Linked DNA regions of Sus scrofa: all the other regions are linked to region 1. Evidence: chromatin contacts called from public Hi-C and promoter capture Hi-C data. All regions are on one chromosome and are shown on one strand. Each heading gives the region's core, a stretch centred on a gene start, on an enhancer-like site or on the middle of the called end of the contact. The rest is flanking DNA. Distances are from core to core; before and after follow the strand shown. Region 1 holds the start of CEP85L (centrosomal protein of 85 kDa-like). Region 2 holds the start of MCM9 (DNA helicase MCM9). Region 3 holds the start of ASF1A (histone chaperone ASF1A).

What was found. Promoter capture Hi-C pulls out the DNA fragments that hold promoters and counts their contacts. A called contact is a pair of places that touch in the nucleus more often than the background predicts.
Region 2: a contact with region 1 is called in a Hi-C map of liver, with 6 times the contacts expected there. The contact joins the promoter of MCM9 here to the promoter of CEP85L in region 1. A contact is called at or near these places in 3 of 47 Hi-C or Micro-C datasets (heart right ventricle, liver and skeletal muscle) and 1 of 2 datasets of contacts at active chromatin or transcription factors (alveolar macrophages).
Region 3: a contact with region 1 is called in a promoter capture Hi-C map of fetal liver, with 3 times the contacts expected there. The contact joins the promoter of ASF1A here to the promoter of CEP85L in region 1. A contact is called at or near these places in 2 of 5 promoter capture datasets (fetal liver and liver), 4 of 47 Hi-C or Micro-C datasets (embryonic fibroblasts, heart right ventricle, liver and 1 more) and 1 of 2 datasets of contacts at active chromatin or transcription factors (alveolar macrophages).

Annotation. Positions count from the first base shown.
Region 1 is chr1:43,389,918-43,394,409 of Sscrofa11.1, forward strand. It overlaps CEP85L (centrosomal protein of 85 kDa-like), which reads left to right and starts at 2,713. Exons shown (of 15, transcript XM_003121248.5): 1 at 2,713-3,130. The coding sequence starts at 3,058. LOC110260246 (a long non-coding RNA gene) reads left to right here. Exons shown (of 2, transcript XR_002343179.1): 2 at 1-1,609.
Region 2 is chr1:43,169,565-43,174,056 of Sscrofa11.1, forward strand. It overlaps MCM9 (DNA helicase MCM9), which reads left to right and starts at 2,342. Exons shown (of 16, transcript XM_003353232.4): 1 at 2,342-2,650.
Region 3 is chr1:43,213,224-43,217,715 of Sscrofa11.1, forward strand. ASF1A (histone chaperone ASF1A) reads right to left here and starts at 1,796. Exons shown (of 4, transcript XM_003121238.4): 1 at 1,239-1,796. The coding sequence starts at 1,347. The region is part of intron 7 of MCM9 (DNA helicase MCM9); the gene reads left to right.

The DNA.
Region 1 (4,492 bases), core at 1,463-3,962:
GTGTGCATACAGTCACATTTTCTTTACTTACTTGTATTATCTCTGCTTATAAGAAAAATTACTAAAATTCCAAAGTTCAATAATAAATATCTTAGTCTGTAAGATTCTCCTTTTAGTCTTTATATTTGTTACAATGAAACAAAAACATGCTGGTTTACAATATCAGGCATAGTAACTGTTAGGTAGTCCCCAGGCTCTCAATCTTGTGCTATGATTAGTTTTAATCATTCTAAGAACCATGGATACTGGGTTTATCATGATTGTGGAGGAAAATATCAATTCCATGTACAGCTGACCCTTGGACAACATGGTTTAAACTGTGTGGGTCCACTTATATGCAAATTTTTTTTCAAAAGTGAATACCGTATTAATATGTGATCTCTGATTGGTTGAATCCTTGGAGGCCAAATCACAGATATTGAGGGATTGTAGATAGGGGTGACTTTATTTATTTTGCTTTTGGGGGCCACACCTGTGGCATATGGAGGTTCCTAGGCTAGGGGTCAAAGTAGAGCTGCCGCTGTCGGTCTACACCACAGGCACAGCAATGTGGGATCTGAGCTACATCTGCAGCCTACACCTCAGCTCACAGCAATGCCAGATCCTTAACCCACTGAGTTAAGCCAGGGATCAAACCCACATCCTCATGGATACTAATCAGGTTCATTACCACTGAGCCACAACAGCAACTCCAATAGGGGTGACTTTAAGTTATACTTGGATACTCCTACTGTGCAGATAACATGCCCTCTAACCCCTGCATTGTTCAAGGATCAACTGTATATTCAGAATTGGTATGATTTAAAAAAGTGGTTGGTTACAGTTTACTTCATATACATAATATTCTTAGTATTTTGATTATTTTAATTGCATTAGATCTTTATCCTCCCAATTTTAATTAGTAGGAACACAAACATTTTTATTTTTGGTGCCAAATGCCAAAATAGCAACATGTTTTGCTTTTACTGTGTAATAGATATTGAAATATCTCACATAGCTTCAGCTTCACATGTACTTTCTTTGGTGTTTGTAGTGGCATGCCCCTTAATTTGATAAAAAGATGTAGAAAACCTGAGTAAATGGTTTTCTTTAAACACTGCTTAAAATTGAGTGGAAGTTGGCAGCGTTTTGGAATAAAAATAAATATATATTAAATTCGCAAAGGACTGATATATATCTGTAATAGTTCATACACTTTTTAGAACTGTATTAAAAAGGTATGGTATTTAATAAGTGCTATACTTATTATGAGAGGATGGTAACTATAAATCATGAAAAAAGGATATTTTTATATAGTTCTATAGCTTCTGACAATTTGCGTTGTAATTTACTTTTCTAGGTTTCCTTTTGACCTATAGTATTCAAGTGTAAGGTAATGCACATTTAAATCACAAAAAGGAACCAATTACATTATTTTTTCATGTTTCTGTCATTTTCTATCCTTTGAAACAGTTGACCCTTGGCCAACTGCTCATGATTTGGAGAAATAGTGGAACTCTATGGGAGGAGGAGTAAATGTAAAATTTATCTGCAATCAGATAAATTACAAGACAGATGTGAGGAAAAAAGGAAAAAAAAAAAAAAGAAAAGAAAAGCAACCCCCCCAAAACAAGACAGAGATGTAATTTAATCTCTAAAAGTTTTAAGCAGTATTTCCCAATTACAGGATGCTTAAATACAAACATAAGGCCTCCCTTAGCAAAACAGAAAAAAGTCAATGGACTCCAAGCCTGCTGATGGTTAAGAATTTGCCTGACTCATTAAGGTTTACCTGATTCATTGGCCCAGTGCAGAGCCTGCCTCCTGCAGTGTTCGACCAATATTTATTAAAGGAACTATTTTGTATCTAAATATTGGAAAGATTATATTGTCAATAAAAGTAAGATTTAAAAAGACGATGCTGCACCCTTTTGTCCTTCCTCAGGATATCTGCCCCTGCACTCTGGGTTCAGGTAAAAAGTGGCAACTGACCAGGTGGAAGGAGGAACTTGGAGTATAGGAGTAAGGAAGTCGCTCTGGTGCCATTTTGACTCCTTTCTGATGATCATCTGGAACACTGGGCTACCAGATTAAAAATTTCGGGCCCCTCTCTGAACCCTCTGGTACTAATTACCCTCGGGTCTTTTTTTCTGCCTGTTGTGTGTGTGTGTGTGCATAAGTCTCTAGGTGATAGATATTTTGTACCCGTCTCTGTCTGCACCCTCCCGCCCCCCATTTAATTTGCTAGTTGAGAAAACGACCTCTTTCGCTACCCCCAATAGTGATCCCCCACAAACGATGTTTGTGGAATTCATGGTTGACGACTTTAATCCCAAATGAGGCTGAGAGTCTCCCTCAACCCCTCCTGTGTAAAACTCTTCCATCTCAAGAAACCTCGAGGGGAGAGGCAGGTCATCCACGTCTTTCTCAGGTGCCCCTGAGGGACTACCCAAGGGACTGGGGCGATGGGTGGTGGCGAAAACCTAAAGATTAGACCCAGTACCAAGTTACCGCCCTCTTCGTAACCGATAATGGCTCCGGGCTGAGAAACCAGGGACGCAGTTGGTAGGTCGGAAGAGCATTCGCCGCTGGCAATGCACAGCTGCGTAAAGGAACCCACCGGGACCTGCCCACAGTCTCCGCCCCGCGCCGCGCACGCCTTATATAAGCGCCCGAGGCCCCGCCCCCTACAAGCCCCGCCCCCGCTTAGATCGGCCTCCGGCTCCTCAGGCGGAGGGGGCGGAGAGAAGCCGCAGCTGCAACTTCGCTGGAGCCTCTGAACCTGGGCTCAGCCGGAGACCAAGCCGCCGACGCCGCAGGGCCTCCGCTTCCCTGGCTCGGGCCTCAACCCAGGCGGCTCGACCATGGCAGCCGCCGCCGCTGTAGCGAATCTGGCTCCTGCGGTCCCCGCCCGTCGCTGAGCAGCCGTTAACCAGCCCGCCCGCTCGCCCCCCGCCGGTGCCGCCTCGGCCCAGGCTCCGCACAAGTTTCCGCCGCCGAAGAGGCAGGAGGCGAAGGCAGCGGAGGACGGACGTGGGGAGTCGGGCGCCCCCGGCCCACTCGGCACTCCGGCCCGCAATGTGGGGACGCTTCCTGACTGCGGATGCCGGCGGCAGGGACAGCCCAGGCGGAACCCGCAGCTTCCCCGCGGGTAAGTAACGGGACAGGCCCCTGGCTGCGGTGGGGGTCGCGGCCGACTGCGGTGCCTCGGGACTCAGCCGCCGCTCCCCTCCTTCCTCAGGCCTGGCTTCCCCCTGGCCGCCCGCCCCCGACGCCGCGCGCCTGCCAGCCAGCCCAGCTTCCTCCAGGCTGCCGACACCCGGCTCCGCGGGCTGACATCTGGCGGCCCGCGTCCCCGGCCCTGTCCGCCCCGCATCTCGGCGCACCGGCCCCGCGCGGCTCGGTGTCCCGGCCGCTCCTCCGGCCGCAGCCCCGGCGCCCCAACTTACAGCTCGCCTAGGCCTCCTCGGGTTGGGCTTTGTTGTGCGACCTTCTCCTTTTTCCTCCTGGGGTGTGCGGCCGACGTGGATAACGGGGCTCACGGAGACCCAGACGGGAAGGTCGCTGCGACCGTGCTGCAGCCGCGGCGGCGCGGGGCGCGTCTCGGAGGGCGGGGGGCTGCTGCATCTGCGCCTGCAGCCGCTGCTTTAGGGCGCGTTTGGGGGCGGAAGGAGGCTGCGGCTGATGCCTTGGCTGCAACCCCCCCCAGGGGTCCAGCCCCTCCCTGAAACCTGGTTACCGCCCAGCAGTCCTTTCTGGAGGACATGTCCTGCCAGAGCCCATCGATTTTTGAGCAACCGGAATGTTAATCTATTTGCCTCTCCTTGGCCCTTTCAAGGAAAATTTGGGGTTTGCTGCGTTGGGTGTGCGAAGGGACCTGTTTGTAATGCACAGCCATTTAATGCCTGCGTCGCTTAAAAGTTGTGTAGGAGCCACCAAATTAGGATAAATCTTCCCCTAATCAGGATATTAAAAAAAAAAAAAAAAGGCTTGGGTTACCTGTGACAAGTTATTTGACTGACGTTAATGGTTCTTTCAGGCACTTTAATCTTAATTGGATTTTGAACCCTCCCTTGAGTAGCTGCAAGTTGTATGGACCACTTATCCAGAAAAAAACCGCCATATGTACATACACAATTTTTTTCCTACAATTTTAGGAGCTTCCAGGACTTCTGTTAAGTAGCCTTCTTACACAAAATGTTTGAGCTCGATTCGTGTAACTGACATTTTTGTAGACACTTTAAAAGTTATTTGCAAAACAAAAAAGCAGAAGCAGCATTTGGTTTTTTGTTGGTAGTGTTTTTGCAATTTAAAAAATATCAGGCATAAACTCAGATTTGTATTAAATTTCAAATAATGCAATTCTGCGATGTTAGAAACTTGTGACGTGAATATTTTTTAGACCTATATAAATTTCTCTGCCTAATTGAGGGTGTAATTGACAAATAGAAATTGTACATATATTTGCTATGTGCAACTTGGTTTTGATAGACGTATGCATTGTGAAATGATC
Region 2 (4,492 bases), core at 1,092-3,591, 220 kb before region 1:
ACAGTGCAAAGCCTAGAACTAAAGGAATAGATTCAATGGAGTCAGGTTTTTCTCTTCTCTCTTACAGCACTGAAAAAAATGGACATCCACATGTGTTTGCACATACACAAGTGTAGACACATGTTTTACAAACCTCACAAAAATTAACTCAAGGTGGATAATTGACCTAAATAATGTAAATCACAGAACTATAAAAGTCCTTGAATATAGGAGAAAATCTAGATGCCCTGAGGTGATGACTTTTGAAATACAACACCGAAAGCACAATTCATGAGAAAAACAATTGATAAGCTAGACCTAGTTAAAATTAAAAATCTGCTCTGTAAAAGAAAAATGTCAAGAGAATGAGAAGACAAGTCACATTTGAGGGAGGAAATATTTGTAAATATTTGTAAGACACATCTGATAAACTTAAAACTCAACATTAAGAAACAATAACAAGGACTATGATTAAAAAATGGGCAAAAGACCTGAATAGACACTTCACAGAAGAAGATATACAGATAAAAGTTAAGCACATGAAAAGATAGTCAACATCATATTCATCAGAGAAATGCAAATCGAAACAACAATGAGATACTACACACCTTTTTGAATGGTTAAAATTCAAAATAACACCAAATGCTGGAAGGGATGCGGAGCAACAGGAACTCTCATTCGTGGCTGGTTAGAATGTAAAATGGTACACCTACTTTGAAAGACATTTTAGTAATTTCTTACAAAACTGAACATACCACACCAGATGATCCAACTATCATGCTCCTTGGTATTTACCCAAAGGAGCTGAAAACTTAGGTCCACACAAAAATCTGCATGCAGGTATATATAGCAGCTTTATCTACAACTGGCAAAACCTGGAAGCAACCAGAATGTCCTTCCATAGGTAAGTGGATAAATAAAATGTGGTACATCCAGACAATGGAATATCATTCAGTGCCAAGAACAAATGAGATGCCAATCGTAGAAAGGTATAAGGAATTTTTTTAAAGAAAAAACATAATTTAAGAATATATGTTACTAAGTGAAAAAGCCAATCTGAAGAGGCAACATACTATACGATTTCGATTTCGATTTTGACAATATGATATCCTGGAGAACTATGGAAACAGTAAAAAAAAGATCAGTTGTTGCTAGGGCTTAGGTGGGTGGGAGGGATGAATAACCAGAACACAGATTTTTAGGGCCTTGAAACTATTCTGCATGACACTACAGTGCTGGATACATTTTATATGTCTGTCAAAACTGACAATGTGTAACACCTAGAACAAACCCTACTATAAACCATGGACTTTGAGTGATGAGGTGTTAATCCAGGTTCATTAGTTCTAACAAATGCACCACTCTGGTAAAGGGATATTGATAGTGAGGGAGACTGTATATGTGTGTGGGGGGGGGGCAAGGATTATGTGGTAAATCTTTGTACTTCCTGCTCAATTTTGCTAGGAAAAATAAATTTTATTATTAAAAATTTAATAAAATTTTAAAAATCAATTGTATTTCTACATGCTAGAAAAGAACCACCAGAAATTGAAAATATCATATTCGTAGCATCAAAAGTATGTTTCCTCTTTCCTCATGATTTTTGGGATAAATTTGAGAGATAAAAGATCACACATTGTTGAAATTATATAACACCAAAATAAATGATCAAGTAAATTCTTCCCATATTGACCTAGAGATTCTATGTAACCCCAACAAAAATCCCAGGTTTTCAACAGAAAATGACATGCTGGGTTTACAATTCATATGTGAACAGAAGAGCCCAAACAACTTTGAAAGAGAGCAAAATTGGAAGCCAAATACTATCTGATTTCAAGACTCATTACAGTTAGAGTAATTAAGACAACGTCGTGTTTTCATAAACGAGAGAACCTGGGAACAGAATTTAAGTCTTAGACCAACATACATAAGGACAACTGATTTTTGAACAGGTGCAAAGGCTATGCAGTGGAAAAAGTTCTCTCCATAAATGGTTCACATGCCAAAAAGTTACCCAAGATCCGTACTTTGCATCATATCTCAAAATTACCTCTAAATGGATCATAGACCTACACATAAAAATTTCATTTTGAAATTTCTTGTAAGAAAACATGGGCGAAAATCTTTGTGGGCTTAAGTCTGGCAGATATCTTAGCTCAAACCGCACAACCTCTCAAGAACAGCGCACAGCCCGGCCCCTCCCCGGCGCCCGCTCCGCCGGCCCGCCCGGGGTGGGGGGGGTGGATTTCCTCCCGGCCAGGCCCGCCCCGCCTTGCCCCGCCCGGGACCCTCCCAGCCAGTCCCGCCCCGCCCCGCCCCGCCTCTCTCCTCCCACGGCGCCTGGCGGGGCGCGCGCCCGCCCGTTTCTTCACCGGAAGAGCCACCAGAGCCGCCAAGTTGAGGCGGTGCGCGGCCCGGCGTCCGTCGGGAGCGCGGGCCCGACCGAGCCGCCCGCGTGGCTTCTGTCTCACCCGGGCGCGAGGCGGGCCCGCCGGAGCCTGCGCGCCCCCGCGGCCGACTGCGCCTGGAGCGGCCCTGCCCCGCCCCCATCTGGGGCCTCCTCCCGCCTCTCCAGCCCCGGCGCGACTCCACCACTCGGCCTGAGTTCTGTTCGCCCCTCGGCCTTGGGAGCAGCGTTCTCCCGGGGACTTCTGACTCCGCGTATCCGCCAGTAAGTGAGACCGCTGCCTCGTTTTACCATTATTTATTTCTCCTGCAGGGCATCCCAGGTTTCACCCACACCTGGTTAGTTCCAAAACTAATGAACTCCAGGACCAGGCCGGCGACAGAACGGCCCGTAGCCGAGCCTGGGAAGTGTCCGAGACCTGATAAGTTGTTGTAGGGTACCGCCTGCGACCAGAGACGGAAGTGTGGAACGTGGTTCTCTCGGCACAACTCTACTCCACATTTGCTGAGCGCCCGCGGGGAGCCGGCGGCGAAGAAGCTGGCGGGCGGGGAAGGGGCGGTGCTACTTGGGCGGGGCTTAGGGCTCGAGGGGCGTGGCTCCCTCCCGAGGGCGGTACGGCGGGTGGGCAGGCTGCGATTCCCTGTGATCTAGCTAGAGGTTGGCTCGTCTGAGTACTCCCAGGTTTTTTTTTCGTTGGCGCGTTACTTTACTTAGAGGATACAGTAGCAAAACTTGGCCTTATTTATTTTATCTTCAAATAGTCAAAAGGAAAAGGAACTTGAAAGTTGCAAAACACTGCCACCAGTCTAAATCTGGGTGAGCATGTTTCTAGGGTTAGCAAACTGCTTGGAACAGTTGTGCCCAGATGTTGAAAGTGAATGCTAGTTTTTTAGTGATGTTATTTCGAAAAGACTAAGCCAAATCTTAATATGAACCATGAATTCGGCTGCTGCCCTCTTCCTGCCGTATGTGAGGCTTCCTTTAAAATTGCTAAATTTGTGGCTCCAGATTTAATATGCATTTATAGAACTTTAGAGATTGTCTTATAGCCACTCTTGGGATTCCAGATATTTTCTTTTAAGCAAAGGCCACATCATGAGAATACTGTATGATTAGGTGAATGATTAGATGGTTACTGTTTGATTAGTTGGAATGATTAATATGATTGCTATATGATTGGTTGTTCCTTCCCAAATGCTTTTTCTACTTTAGACTTAGCTGATTTTTATTTTATTTTTTTGGCTGCACTCCTGGAATGGGGAAATTCCAAGGTGAAGTATCAAACCCTTGCCACGTAGCGGCAACACCAGATCCTTAACTCACTGAGCCACCAGGGAACTTTTTGCTTAGCTGAGTTTATATTTCCTAACCTAAACAAAATACTTAAATCAACAGTGACCATTATTTACTTTCACAAGTTGTCTTGCCTATACCATGCTCATCTCTTGATCTCATACTGGCATGGCATAAGTGTCAGATTTTTAACCTAACTATGGTATACCCCCTTTACTCCTTCCACACTTCCTAGGAGGTTCCCAGAGAAGGCAAAATATTGCTAATAGCGTGTAACATGTATTTAGGATGCTAAACTGTGAATGTCATAAGTCTTCTTTTATCTTTCTATTTCTAGAGCCTAGTACAGTAAATGGTAGTTGAATGAAATAAGTCAAAGGACATTTGTCCTCCAGCAGTCTGTTTACAAACCAAATAAGAACTTAGATGATCCACTTGGACAGTTTATTTGTAACCGTCCTTTGCCATGTCTGGATTATCACCCCATTTAAATTTAACCCTTTTCTCATTTGCGCTCCTATTTGTATACCATTTTTGCCACTGTTAGAGCACTGTTTCGTTTGATCTGTTCCTTGGTTCTCTGAGGGCATAGAGGACCTTTTATTGTGCTTTTTCATTTCCCAGAATAGTGCCCTGTACATGGTAGATATCTGCATGTATTCATGAAAATGGAATGGAGGAAGGCCCTTTTAAACTGTAGATAAAAATTTTAAAAATATGTATTGCCAGTAATGTACTATATTTCAATCCTAGTGATTTAAAGACCAGTGACCACTCTTGATAGCTGCTTTTGCTGAAGCTAATAGCTTTCCT
Region 3 (4,492 bases), core at 546-3,045, 180 kb before region 1:
TTTCAAAATGAAGCACTGGACAATTTTAGTAAAATCGCGAGAGTAAGACCTTAGCAAACTTTAGCTTTCTAAATATTACTGCACATACTAAAAATATTTATCTTTTTTAAGACCTTAAAAATGGACTTAGAAAAAATGGCACAAATTTCTGCATTACCATCAGGACTTAACCTTTTATTTCCTAGCCCACTTTTTTGTGTTTTATGTTCAGGTTATTTGGATGTGGAGTTATTTTAATTAGAGTTCAACACGTTCTTGAAGAAAGTCTTCTTTCAGACTACTTAGAAACCAGTGATAAGGTCCTGGAAACTATTTAAATATTTTACTTATTTCTGCATTTGGGTTAAATGTAACCACCTAGCTAGCAATATTTTCTTCCTGAGAGAAGATTTCGGTCCTTAAGGATGAGGAGTCCACGCCGGTCGGGGCGAGCCTGCGCGCCAGCATCCCCCAGGCGCCTCGAGCATCCCCGGCGCCGGCCCTGGAGCGCCGGCCCGGGAGCACCCGCGGCCCCCGGGGAGCGCCGTCGCCGGCCCGCGGCGCCGAGGGGCCGAGCCTGCGCCCGCCTCCCCCGCTGGTTGGTCGAGGGAGCCAGAAATCAGCGCGAGGACAGCCTCGCTCTCCTCCCCGAAGCGGCCGGGCATGGCCACCCAGGAGTGTACGGTAACTCCGGCATTAGCTCTAAAAATGGATCTGCCTCTCGCTCCGGGGCAGGAAGGTGGGCAGGCGGGGCGCCGTGTTCGTCACCCGCGGAGAGGAGGCGTCGTGACGCCGGGGTCGGTGGCCCAATTCTCTACTCTTGGTAAGATGGCTCCGCTGCTAACTCGCCGGCGCGACCACACACATGCCTCTCCCTTTCCACCTCGTCGCCGGGACCGCGGGGGCCGTGGAAGCCATTCGCGGCTCGGGGCCAGCCCGGCGCGACCCCTGGCCGGTGCCGCGGGAGAGAGTGCGGGTCTCGTGAACCGCCCGCCCGCCAGACAAAGCTGACAACATGGCTACCTCCGCTCGAACAAGTTCCTCGCAAGTTGAGCCGCAGCAGGCGCCCCGGCTGCGGCCGAACGCCGCGCACGCCTCGGCGGCCGTCGTCCATCAACTTCAAGTTTCCCTCCGCAGAGCCGAGACCGCAGCTCGCCCGGCGCCGAGCACCGACTGCCCGCGCGAGGCCGGGCCCGGGAAACTTTCAACGTCTGCAGCCCGCAACTGACAGCCCGGCGGCTGGCGGGCGCCCGACTCACCTTCAGACAGGTCCTCGATGCACTCGAAGGTGATCTCGAACTGGAATGGGTTGTAGAAAGGAGAAGGGTTATCCAGCACCACTACATTGTTCACCTGAACCTTTGCCATATTTTGAAAAAAACACAAACAATGGGAACGGGGGCTTGTTGCGGCACAATAAAGTCCAGCGCGCGGCCGCTCGGGAGAGCGCAGACCCCCGCCCCGGCGCCGGCCCGACGTCGTGCAGCGGCGACTTGAGAAACTTTTTTTTCCTCTTTTTATTTACACGGGAACACTCCACTGTGTTTTGCAGCTTTCCTATTTCACTAAACTACAGCCCATTCTGCTCTGATAACTAGCAGCGTTGCCCGCGATTGGCTGCACCCGAGCTCTGACCCTCCTCCTCCAGCGAGGGCCTCTGCGGCGAGCAAGATGGGCTCCCGCTCCCGGAATGGACTCGGAAACTTTAACTGCGGCTCCACCTGCTGGTGTGGATTAGGACAAAGGCGGAGAACAAAGTGAGTGGAATACGGGCTGGGAGGCCCGCGCGGAGGCCGCCGGCGGCGGCGGCGGGGGGAGGGGCGGAACAGGCCCCGCCCCCCGGCCCGGCGGCTCCCGCGCCGCACGTCGGGCGTGGCCGCGGCGGGGCGGGGTCGAAGGAGGCGTGGTCACGGGCGAGGCGGCGGGGGCGTGGCCACGGCGAGGAGGCGTGCTCGCCGTGGGCCTGGCGGCGGGAGGGTGTGATCTCAGGCAACGCCCGCCTCTTGGGATTGCTTGCTGTGGGTTTTTTTCTTTTAACGCTTTTTTTTAAACATCAGTCCAACGGCTTTTCCGGCTCTCTACTGAATTAAGCACATGTGAATCTGTTGTCCACAGTAGCTTAGGTTCAGCCTCTGTATGTTGGGTAATATTGGGTGTAGAAAAAGGGTTGGTTGCAGTGGAAGTATATTGTATTTTATAGACTGATGCCAACTCAAAAGGAATAAAGCCATTTTGGAAATGTAGTTCTTGGCCAATACCTGCGTTTGGGCACAATAGCGCCGTTAGTTAAGTAGATACAAAATGAAGGGCGAGAAGACGCTCTTCCGCACACACTTTGTGCAATAGGTAATACTTGGGTGGCACCTCGGTCTTCTTTCTCCCATTCCAATCTGGAAACTCTAGAATAAGAAAAAGATTACTGGAGGTGGGATCAGTTACACTCCAGGTTTCTACTGTGTGGTGGGCATAACAGGAAAATAAAAGGAGAAAATTGCAGTGTGAGGAGACCAAAAGGTAACAGATATCAATAGAGAAGGGAAAAGGAGAGTAGGAATCACAAAGGAATACTGACATGCAATTTTCAAAAAATCCATGACCTAAAAGGTTAGTAAATACAAATTATGGCACCACAAACAAGGGAAACTGTTGCTTGATTATTCCACATTCAGTGTCTATTTGCTGTTTGACTATCTTTGTAGGGAAAAGATAAGCTCGTAACACATTTATAAGATTGTTGAACTGTTTCTATTTGCCAAGTAAGAGTGGTATAAAGGTTTTCTTTTTTCTTTTTCTGCTCTAATAGAACCGATATTTATAAGCCACTTTTTTTTCTTAAGAATTTTGAATGAAGTCTCTAGACTTGGCTAATTAAATCTAGAGGAAAGAAAATATTCCTTAAGTATCATCTATGCTGAAAGTTTCAGTATAATGCCCAGAATTTTAAGTTTTGTTCATACTTGAGTAGGTTGCTTTTTTTTTTTGTCTTTTTACCTTTTCTAGGGCCGCTCCTGTGGCATATGGAGGTTCCCGGGCTAGGGGTCGAATCAGAGCTGTAGCCACCCGCCTATGCCAAAGCCACAGCAACGCAGAATCCGAGCCATGTCTGCGACCCACTCCACAGCTCATGGCAATGCTGGATTCTTAACCCACTGAGCAAGGCCAGGGATCGAACCCACAACCTCATGATTCCTTGTCGGATTCGTTTACCACTGAGCCACAACAGGAACTCCATAGGTTGCTTTTAATGAGACTTCTTCATCTGATGCTCTTTTGAAAGTAATAATGAACAGAAAATACCAGTCCTCCCACATTTACTACTTACACACACATTTACTATTTACTATTTAAATACTTAAGAGCAAGGGTCCCATTTTTATTGTCAGTGCATTAGCAGTCAAATAGGACCTACAAGCAAAATTTTCCTCAAGCCTAGTTGTTTGTGTGCATTAGAGTATAAGGGTCATACTGTGGTGACAGATGCATATTATGCTGACTGATAAATTAATAAACTATATTCTCTGCTCAGTGTTATTAGTGCTGGTCTTAATACTACCTCAAATAAAGTGTAAATTGCTGTATGCTGTAAGACTCACTGGATATATAAGATAAATAACCATTTGAAGTATAAAACGTGATTCTCTTGAGAATAGTATATGCAGTTTCCTGAATGTTGCAGGCACATTTAGGAGGTTCTAATCCACTTACTCAACACAAATGGCGTTATAAGCTTGGTAAAATCAAGTGCATTTTGCAGTCTGACCATAGGTGTGTCGTAATAAGTTATGTCTTAAGATTGGTTTTTGGTGGATATGCAGCATCAAGAACAAGAAGATTGGAGTTCCCTTGTGGCTCTGCAGGGTAAGAACCCAACATAGTGTCCGAGAGGATGTGATTTCAATCCCTGGCCTTGTTCAGCATTGCTGCAAGCTGTGGTGTAGGTTGCACATGCAGCTCAGATCTGGCATTGCTGTGGCTGTGGTGTAGGCTGGCAGCTGTGGCTCCAACTCAACCCTTAGCCCAGGAACTTCCATATGCTGAAGTGACCATAAAAGGGGAAGAAAAAAAAAAAAAAAAGAATGAGATTTCCCTCGATACTATTAGTTTGGCTTATTTTCTTTAAAATACTTTGTTTACCATGTCACATATAATAGAATTTAAGGGGAAAAAAGCCCCAAGAGTTGACTCTAGGCCTTTCATGTTGCCTTTCCCATCTTAACTCTTTGTTACTGCTTCTCAAAAATACTAAGGAGCCTTTGGACACTCTGCAATAGTTTCCTCACCATTAACAATGCATTCCAGGAAAGACCAAAGGGATTCCAGATGTGCCTTTGCCTATTTCTAAATTAACTGGCAAACATTTAGAGAAAAGGATTGTAAAACCATTATTCTGGTTTCAGAGGCAGTCTATAAGATCAGTTGCTGAACAACTTTTTGGTGACTCTCAAAACAGTTAATTAACCCTTTTGCGATAGATAGATAAATAGACCACGGATGTCGTTATGTATTAAGTACC